2 separate regions of the Mus musculus genome follow, and region 2 is linked to region 1. A link is a contact called in public HiChIP or PLAC-seq data. All regions are on one chromosome and are shown on one strand. The core of a region is the stretch at or near the end of the contact, and the rest is flanking DNA. Distances in the headings are between cores, read along the strand shown.

Region 1 (3,914 bases), core at 866-3,365:
CAAGAGCAGTCAGTGCTCTTAAACATTGAGCCATCTTTCCAGCCCCTAGAATATATTTTAAAACTATTGGTCTCAACTCTTTGATTTCAGGTACCCAACTCAATTTTTTTTTTACTTTGTGTTGATGTAACAGTGTACCACATGTGTGCAGGTACTGTGGGGGCCAGAAAGGAGTAGTGGATCCCCTGGAACTGGATGGCAGGATCACTTGGCTTTTGTGTTTCTGACCCTGTGCTGAGCTGCTCAATGTGGGTGCTGGGAATCAAATTCAAGTCCTCTAAAAGAGAAGCAAATATTCATAACTGCTGAACCATCTCTTCAGCCCTACTCAACGCAATTTAAGGCAGTATTTGTTCCAATAATTTAGATACCTAGAGGAAAATATTTTTAAATTATGTACTTTATATTACATGTAAATATTAATATACATAATAAGACTTCAGTGGTTTTCTTTTTTTTTTAAAGATTTGTTTATTTATTATATGTAAGTACACTGTAGCTGTCTTCAGACACACCAGAAGAGGGCGTCAGATCTCGTTACGGATGGTTGTGAGCCACCATGTGGTTGCTGGGATTTGAACTCCGGACCTTTGGAAGAGCAGTCAGGTGCTCTTACCCACTGAGCCATCTCACCAGCCCTTCAGTGGTTTTCTTGAGTAATTTCTTTACAAAATGTTGGTGTTCTTACACCCAGATATTGGCATATGCCTGTAACTCCACAACTCTAGAGGGGGAACCAATAGGACTGAGTTCACGGCCAACTTGTGCCACAGAGTGAATTTCAGGAAAGCTGGGCTTATAAAGCAAGACCTTGTTTCAGAAACCAAACAAAACAAAAAATTAGAGGAGAATTCTTTTTCACTTGTTTTGATTTTGAGACAGGGTTTCTCTGTGTAGCTCTCTGGCTGTCCTTGAACTTGATCTGTAGACCAGGCTAGCCTCAAATCAAAGATCCACCTGTCTCTGACTCCTGAGTGCTGGGATTAAAGGCATGCACCACCACTATCAGGCTTAAAAAAATTAGGAGGTTCTTTAGGGAAACAGAGTATGGTTCTAAAAGTTATCAAGTTCCGAAGTAACTTCAAGTTCTCCACACAAATGAATTTTATAAGGTCATTTCTTTCTCTTTGACATCCATTGGGTCTAAACAGGAAAATATATAAGTATTTAGGAGGAAGATAGGAAGGTTAAAAAAAAAAAGGACTCTAGAGACTAGAATTGTAGAAAGACTATTCAAATCCATCCTCAAGACTCAATCTACTTTCTTCTGGTGCTTTCTATATATCTTGCTTCAAATGATATTTACTCTTGTGAACCTACGTCAGTACAGAACTAGCTCTTTGATAGCCAGGTCTAGTTTAGTAGGTGTTACAGATTGGCTCTGTAGTTCTCAAACCCTCCTATGTGATGAAGACTTGGTCCTCAGCTGCTGGTGTTAATGAGAGGTAACTGGACCACAAGGGAGCGAACCTGACCAATGGATTAGTCCACTAACGGGTTCATAGCTACATGGCCTGTTAGGAGGTGGGACCTAGTAAAAGTAAGTAAGTCACCGGGAAGTGCAGTGCCTTGAAAGATTGTCCACAGGCTCCTCCTCACTCTCTCTGCTTACTTGCTGCCATGAGACAAACAGTTCTGCTCTACCATCCCTTCTCCACTATGATCCTTTGCCTCCATACAGGCTCAGAAACACAAAAGCCAAACGACCATGGCCTAAAATATTTGAAACTATGAGTCAATATTCCCTCCTTTTCTGGTTTCTTTGGAGTACTTTGTCACAGAAATACAAAGTCAACTTTTAAATTAAGGCTGCAAATAAAATATATAAAATTATACTGCTCAAATCCTGATTTTCTAACTTGCTCTGGAAGCAAAATCTAGCCATAACTTTATAGCAAAGCACCTTACAGAGGATCTGTCATGGGAGGAAGGATAGCCCAGTTGATAATGTGCTTAGCATGCAAGTTGAGAGCTTGAGTTTGGATGCCCAGTCCTAATGTAAAAAACAGGTGCGGTGATACAAGTCTCTAAGCCTAGTGTTGGTTAACCACAGGCGGAACCCCGGTGTTCACTCGGCTAGCCAGGCTAGCCCAATCAGTGAGCTTCCAAGTTCAGTGAACCCTGTTTCAAAGAACTAATTGTAAAAGAGCTGGATGACTCAGCTGCTCTCAATACCACCGCCTGCAGAGGACCAGAGTTCAGTTCCCAACATCCATACCAGGGGGCTCACAACTGCCTGTAACTCTAGCTCCAAGGGATTCAATTGCACTTACATACAATCACCAATATAAACATAAATACACATATTCAGTTTTTTAAATCTTAAATAAAAAAATCAAACAAACAAACAAAACGAGGACCAGTATAGTGTCACACATGTTTAATCCCAGAACTCAGGAGGCAGCATCAGGGAAATCTCTGTTGAATTTGAGGCCAGCCTGGTCAGATGGAGAAAACTGAGGATGGCACTTGATGCCTGCCTTCAGCCTGTACATATATATGTATACACATGCACACATATGCACAAACAACACATACACACATACAAGTAACCGTTCTGCATAGCTGGCAAGTTATAAATTATGCTGCTTGCTTAGTACTTTGGACTTGGAAGAGAGAATGAAAGTTTTAAACAAAAGTTAAAGTCCACCTGCAATCAGAGGGCTGGGATTGTAGCTCAGTTCATACTGTACTTTCCTAGTACACTCAACGCCCTGTGTCTGCTCTCCTGCACCACACAAATGAGGCATAAGGACATGCACCTGTAATCTCAGGGCTCAAGAGGTAAGAGCGATGGTTCCTAATCTCAATTCCCTTCTGGATCAAATGATTCTCTCACAGGGGTCACACCTAAGGCCATCACAAAACACAGACGTTTACATTATGATTCAGAACAGTCGCAAAATTACAGATATAAAGTAGCAACCAAAACAATTTTTCTTACTTATTCTTCTCTCATACATTACACCCCAAGCACAGTTTCCCGTCTCCTCTCCTCCCAGACACTCTCTCCCATCCATTCCTTCTCCTTTCCCTTCAGAAAAGGGCAGGCCTCCAGGGGATATCAGCCAAACACGGCATATAAAGCTACAATAAGACTAGGCACCTCCCCTCATATTAAGGCTGGACAAGGCAACCCAGTAGGAGGAAAAGGGTTCCAAAATCAGGCAAAAGAGTCAGGGACAGCCCCTGCTCCCACTGTCAGAGGAGTACCACAAGAAAACCAAACTACACAACCATAACATATATACAGAGGGCCTAGGTCAGATCCATGCAGGGTCCCTGGTCTCTAGTTCAGTCTCAGGGACCCTCTATGAGACCAGGTTAGTTGATTCTGTGGGTTTTCTTGTGGTGTCCTTATGGGTCAAGGTCACCACAACATGGGGAACTGAATTAGAGGCTCACAGCATTAGGAAGGTTGAGAACAACTGAGTTAGAGGGAGAAGGAGCACTTGGCGCCCTAGTAAGTTCAAGACTACCCTGGGATACACAGGAGTCTCTGCCTACAAAATAGTAGGGGGTGGAGAGAAGCCCTAGGAGGAGAGCTCAGTCAACAAAGCACTGGCTTTGCAAACAGGAGGACTTGGTTTGATCCTTGGAACCAATGTAAAGGAAGCTGGGTATGTTGGCATGTGGCTATAACCCAAGCCTAAGGAGGCAGAGATAGGTAGACCCTGGAGAATCACTGGCCAGCCAACTTACTTGACACATTTCAGGCTCGTGAGAGACCCTATCTCAAAAAACAATATGGGTTGCCTAAGGAACACCAAGGTTTCTCTTTTGCTTCTATATACATGCATATACATTTGTATGCTCTCTCTCTCTCTCTCTCTCTCTCTCTCACACACACACACACACACACACACACCAATCTTTTCTTTGCCTAACTTTAACTTTTATACTTATAACTTACC
Region 2 (4,116 bases), core at 128-2,627, 130 kb before region 1:
CGGTACCTGACAGCTCCTGGTTCTTGCTCCCCTCCGGACTGCTCCATTGGTGGCTCCATCGCTGTCTACTGCGCGTGCGCAGTAAGCTCCACTCGCTTTGGCCTTGAAGCGGCTGCGGCGAGCCCGCCTCCTTGGTCGGAAGAGACAGACCGATTTAATCGAGTGCGGTCTCACTGAGAATCCTTGTCAGGAAGCTTTTCGGATGGATCCCGAAACTGAGGCAGAACGGACCAGTGATGTACCATTAGATGTCTTCTCAGCTACAGGGCTTGAAGCCCGAGGCTGGAGTAGCGGCGAGCGAACACTGCTTTCGGTCTCCGTTGCGGGCCAGTAGCCGCCTCTGAGTGGTGATGGGAGGAGCAGACAAGGCCAAAGGCAGAAGGGGCGGAGCCAGGACTCCTAGGTTACCCAGTGCCTCCTTCTGTCCTCTGGTCGCCTTTAAGCGACTTTGGAAAAAGAAAAGGGGGAGAGGCTGCCCAGACTATAACTAGCTGGTATGTACTAGGTGCTCAATAAGCAACTGCCAAAAGACTAGATTAAATGGGCGACGCTAGGGCTTTTACTCTCAAGCACACTTGTTTAAACCTGCCATTTCTTGTGAAATGCACAATCATGACATCCATCTCTTTCCACTTCAGGGCAGCGTAGTCCGGCTCTTTGCCTAAGGACAAAGGACTATATAGGACCAGCCAGGTCTGCTTTCCAGCGGTCCAGAGTCCGAGAGGAATTGCCTGCTCAGTGCAGGCCACTAGCCGTACTGCTTTGACTGGTCCTGGATTAATTGTAGGGACATTGTCTTCCCAAAGCTCAACCACTAGGCTCCCCTTTCACTGCACCCCCAGATACTAAGCCCAAGTCCCTCTCTGGAGAACCCCTGGCGTAATATTTTCCTCCAACATCTGAGGTGGGTGTGGGGCATGCGAAAGACTGTAAGACCGCTGCATCCTATCTACATGATTGCGTGCCCTTATGCAAACATTTCAGCCGCTTCGTAACGAAAACTGCTTCCCATCCTTATCAGGGGTTTGGGTACATCAGCAAAGGTAGGAAGGACCGTCCATTTTAAAGACAGGCAAATCGAGGCTCTAGGGAGAAAGCTCCCTAACCAGGATCAAACGAAGCAAGGATAAAGAACCCAGAAATCCTGGTTTTCCCAGAATTCCTTCTACACTACCTCATTACTGAATTGTAGCATAAAGAGAAAAGCCAACTAGCACCGGAAAGACACAAGAGGGTGAAGGTGGATGAGGGGATTGCTTCCTCGTCTCAGTCTACTTGGGGAAGGGGTAGCCTGGAAGGATCTCTGCAAGATTGATGTGGGCGCGCACCACCTCCGGGCGCGCGCCTCCACACCCCCCCCTTTGTTCGCGCCTCTGCGCTTGCGCATTACGACAAATCTGGCGCTGTCCCCTTCAGCACCTCGCGGAACTCGCGCCACCCCTCCCCGCGGTGAGCCCCGCGCACCCCCGCTTCGAACGTCCTCGCACCCTCTGGCCACCCGAATCGACCCTCTCTTTCTTCCCAGGTCATAACTTGCCGGTCTTGGCCTTCCAAAGGAGAATAGTTACCATAGTAACTCGTGTGGCGTTTTCCTAAAAGAGCCAGACCCTTTTCCACCCTGGCCAAGGGCACAAGGTTTGCCTGTGCTTCTTGTCCCAGTCTCGGGGTCATCCCTTCTAAACTCTCGTCCCTGAAAAGGCGGGACGATTAACCTAGGCAGTAAGGAAGTTCCTCCTGGAGTCTGATTTATCCTTCCTCTGCACTCCGGGTTGGGGTTCAGGACAGGACTCCTGGGTCTGAGGTTCAGAACCCCAAAGTGTTTATGACTGCATTCGCTTAATGTCCCTTCCATAGTTGGGTCTTCTGGTTTTAGGGGGCGGGTCCGATCTACTCCGTACCGTGTGCTTTGCGTGGCCGCGTGCTTGTGGGGGCGGGAGCGCGTGTGGCATGTAACAGGTCATGTGGCAGCCTCCTAGGGACACGCGTGGGGTCTGGAGCAGGACAGGCGTATGCATCTGGACCCTACGTGTGGTTCAGATGATGGACGAGAGAGAACTGAACACGAGTGGGGTGGGGCATATGAGGGTTTAGGGAACAGAATGGGGTCTTCCACATTCTCCCTTTCCTCTGGTGTGAGTCTTAGGTAGTGACTAGGTGGTGACATTCTTTGGGACTTAGGGCCCTGGGAATGGAGGGAGGTTGGGGGGGGGGGATTAGCGTTGCTTGAGCAGAGCGTGGGGAGGGGTGGAGGAGGGACTGAGAGGCGGGCGGGCGGGCCTGGAGCGAGCGGGAGCCTTGCTGCTTTTACAGCTGAGCGGGGCCCAGCCTCTCTGCCTCTCTTCGATTCCAGCTCCTGACGAGCAGCGGTGAGTACTGGGGTGCCTTGGAGGAGGGCCTTCACAGGGGAGGTCCAGGCTCCTGTTGAGCTTTAAGAACCTGTCTGGCTGGGGTGCTGCTCCTGACAGCTTTCTCTATGCTGCTGCTTTGCCATCAGAGGCCCGGTTTTCCTTTATGGTCTCTTCTGGGCTGGGCAAGATATTTCATATCCCTGGAGTTGAGGGAGAGGGATGTGGTGCAGCCCCCTCACCCACCCAGACTTGGTTACTGGTGTGGGGAGGAGAGAATGTGTGTCTCTGATTCTGTGAGCAAATATGCATTTGTGTTTATGATTGTGACGAGGAGGTCTCTGATACACCTGTTTCTGTGTGCATCAGAGAACGAGAGCCTGAATTTTGGGAACCTCTTTGTGTGCTATTATTTGGTGATGTGTGTGTGTGTGTGTGTGTGTGTGTGTGTGTAAGATAAGCATGTGCTTTTCCATCATACACATATTTGTTATGACTGTGATTGTATGAGGGTGTGTCTATGAGCAGTACTGCGTGTGTACTGGAGGGTGTTGCCTATGAATGTGTTAACTACTGATACTTTGTCCTTCTGCATGTGTGTATATGAATTCTTGTGTGTGTTTATACATGGGTGTGTGTGTGTGTGTGTGCATGTACTGGTATGGAGAATAGAATATCTATTCCCCACTCAGCAATCTATGGACCGATGTTAAGGCCTCTTCAGACCCTTCCTTCTCTCCTCTTCCCTCTCAACACTCCATCACCCCCATGCAACCCCCTTTTTCTTCCCTCTCCTTCAAAGAAGCATGGTTTCTCCTATTCTAAGTGAGGGTCCCCCATAAGTGGAACTGTAGAGGATACATGGCCTCTATCATCCAGAAGATAAGATTCCAGCCTCCACCCAAGAGAGAGTTCCCGGCTGCCCCAGAACACAACTCCATGAGCTGAATTAGCTTGCTCTTTCACCATAAAGTGATGCTCAGGGCTCCCAGACAGAAGAAGAGGAGCCCCTGGAAGCTTTCCAAAGCAGGAGTCCCCCGGATGGCTGATCCCACATTCCCAGGATAGGTCTCTGGACTTTAGAAGGCCCAACCCACCTTCCCATCTCTGTCTCTGCTGCCCCGCCTGTCTGACTCCAAAGCACTCCACCCATGTTCTCCTTCCTCTCTTGCAGGCCTGTCTGAAGAGCATGCAGCCCCCTTACTCCCTGCCTGGCCTCGCCATCCCTGCCCCCCCAGCCTGACCCCCCGGCTCCAGCATGGCCCAGGGTGCCATGCGCTTCTGCTCAGAAGGCGACTGTGCCATCTCCCCACCACGATGTCCTCGTCGCTGGCTCCCCGAAGGCCCAGTGCCCCAAAGTCCCCCAGCCAGCATGTATGGCAGCACAGGATCCCTTATACGACGAGTGGTGGGCCCAGGTCCTCGAGGCCGGGATCTGGGACGTGTGACAGCACCTTGTACCCCTCTGCGAGCCCCTCCCTCACCCCATATAGCTCCCTCACCCTGGGGACCCTCTTCACCCACTGGGCAGCCTCCACCAGGGGCACAGAGTTCTGTGGTCATCTTCCGTTTTGTGGAGAAGGCCAGTGTGAGGCCACTGAATGGCCTACCTGCTTCTGGAGGCCTGAGTCGGAGCTGGGACCTGGGCGGGATTTCTGCCCCCAGGCCCACCCCAGCCCTTGGACCTGGCTGCAACCGGAAGTTGCGGCTAGAGGCATCCACATCAGACCCACTCCCAGCTGGAGGAGGCTCTGTTCTTCCTGGCAGCAGG

The links. HiChIP or PLAC-seq counts read pairs in DNA pulled down with a chosen protein or histone mark.
Region 2: a contact with region 1 is called in an H3K4me3 HiChIP or PLAC-seq map of the SCID.adh cell line, with 11 read pairs. The contact joins the promoter of Psd here to the enhancer-like site in region 1. A contact is called at or near these places in 2 of 39 promoter capture datasets (liver and macrophages), 2 of 115 datasets of contacts at active chromatin or transcription factors (the SCID.adh cell line and memory CD8 T cells) and 2 of 9 other capture datasets (adipose tissue and pancreatic islet).

What each region holds. Positions count from the first base shown.
Region 1 is chr19:46,197,247-46,201,160 of GRCm38.p6, reverse strand. All of the region lies in intron 3 of Gbf1 (golgi-specific brefeldin A-resistance factor 1), which reads right to left. Among named protein-coding and RNA genes, the nearest start is that of Gbf1, 47 kb to the right of the region's middle. Within about 2 kb of position 2,115, at least 32 of the 459 cell types and tissues checked have an H3K27ac peak or open chromatin away from gene starts, as enhancers often do. A contact at or near this core is called in the SCID.adh cell line and liver, where this site is marked.
Region 2 is chr19:46,324,417-46,328,532 of GRCm38.p6, reverse strand. It overlaps Psd (pleckstrin and Sec7 domain containing), which reads left to right and starts at 1,377. Exons shown (of 18, transcript NM_028627.2): 1 at 1,377-1,449; 2 at 2,311-2,366; 3 at 3,520-4,116. The coding sequence starts at 3,604. Fbxl15 (F-box and leucine-rich repeat protein 15) reads right to left here and starts at 349. Exons shown (of 4, transcript NM_133694.2): 1 at 7-349. The coding sequence starts at 59.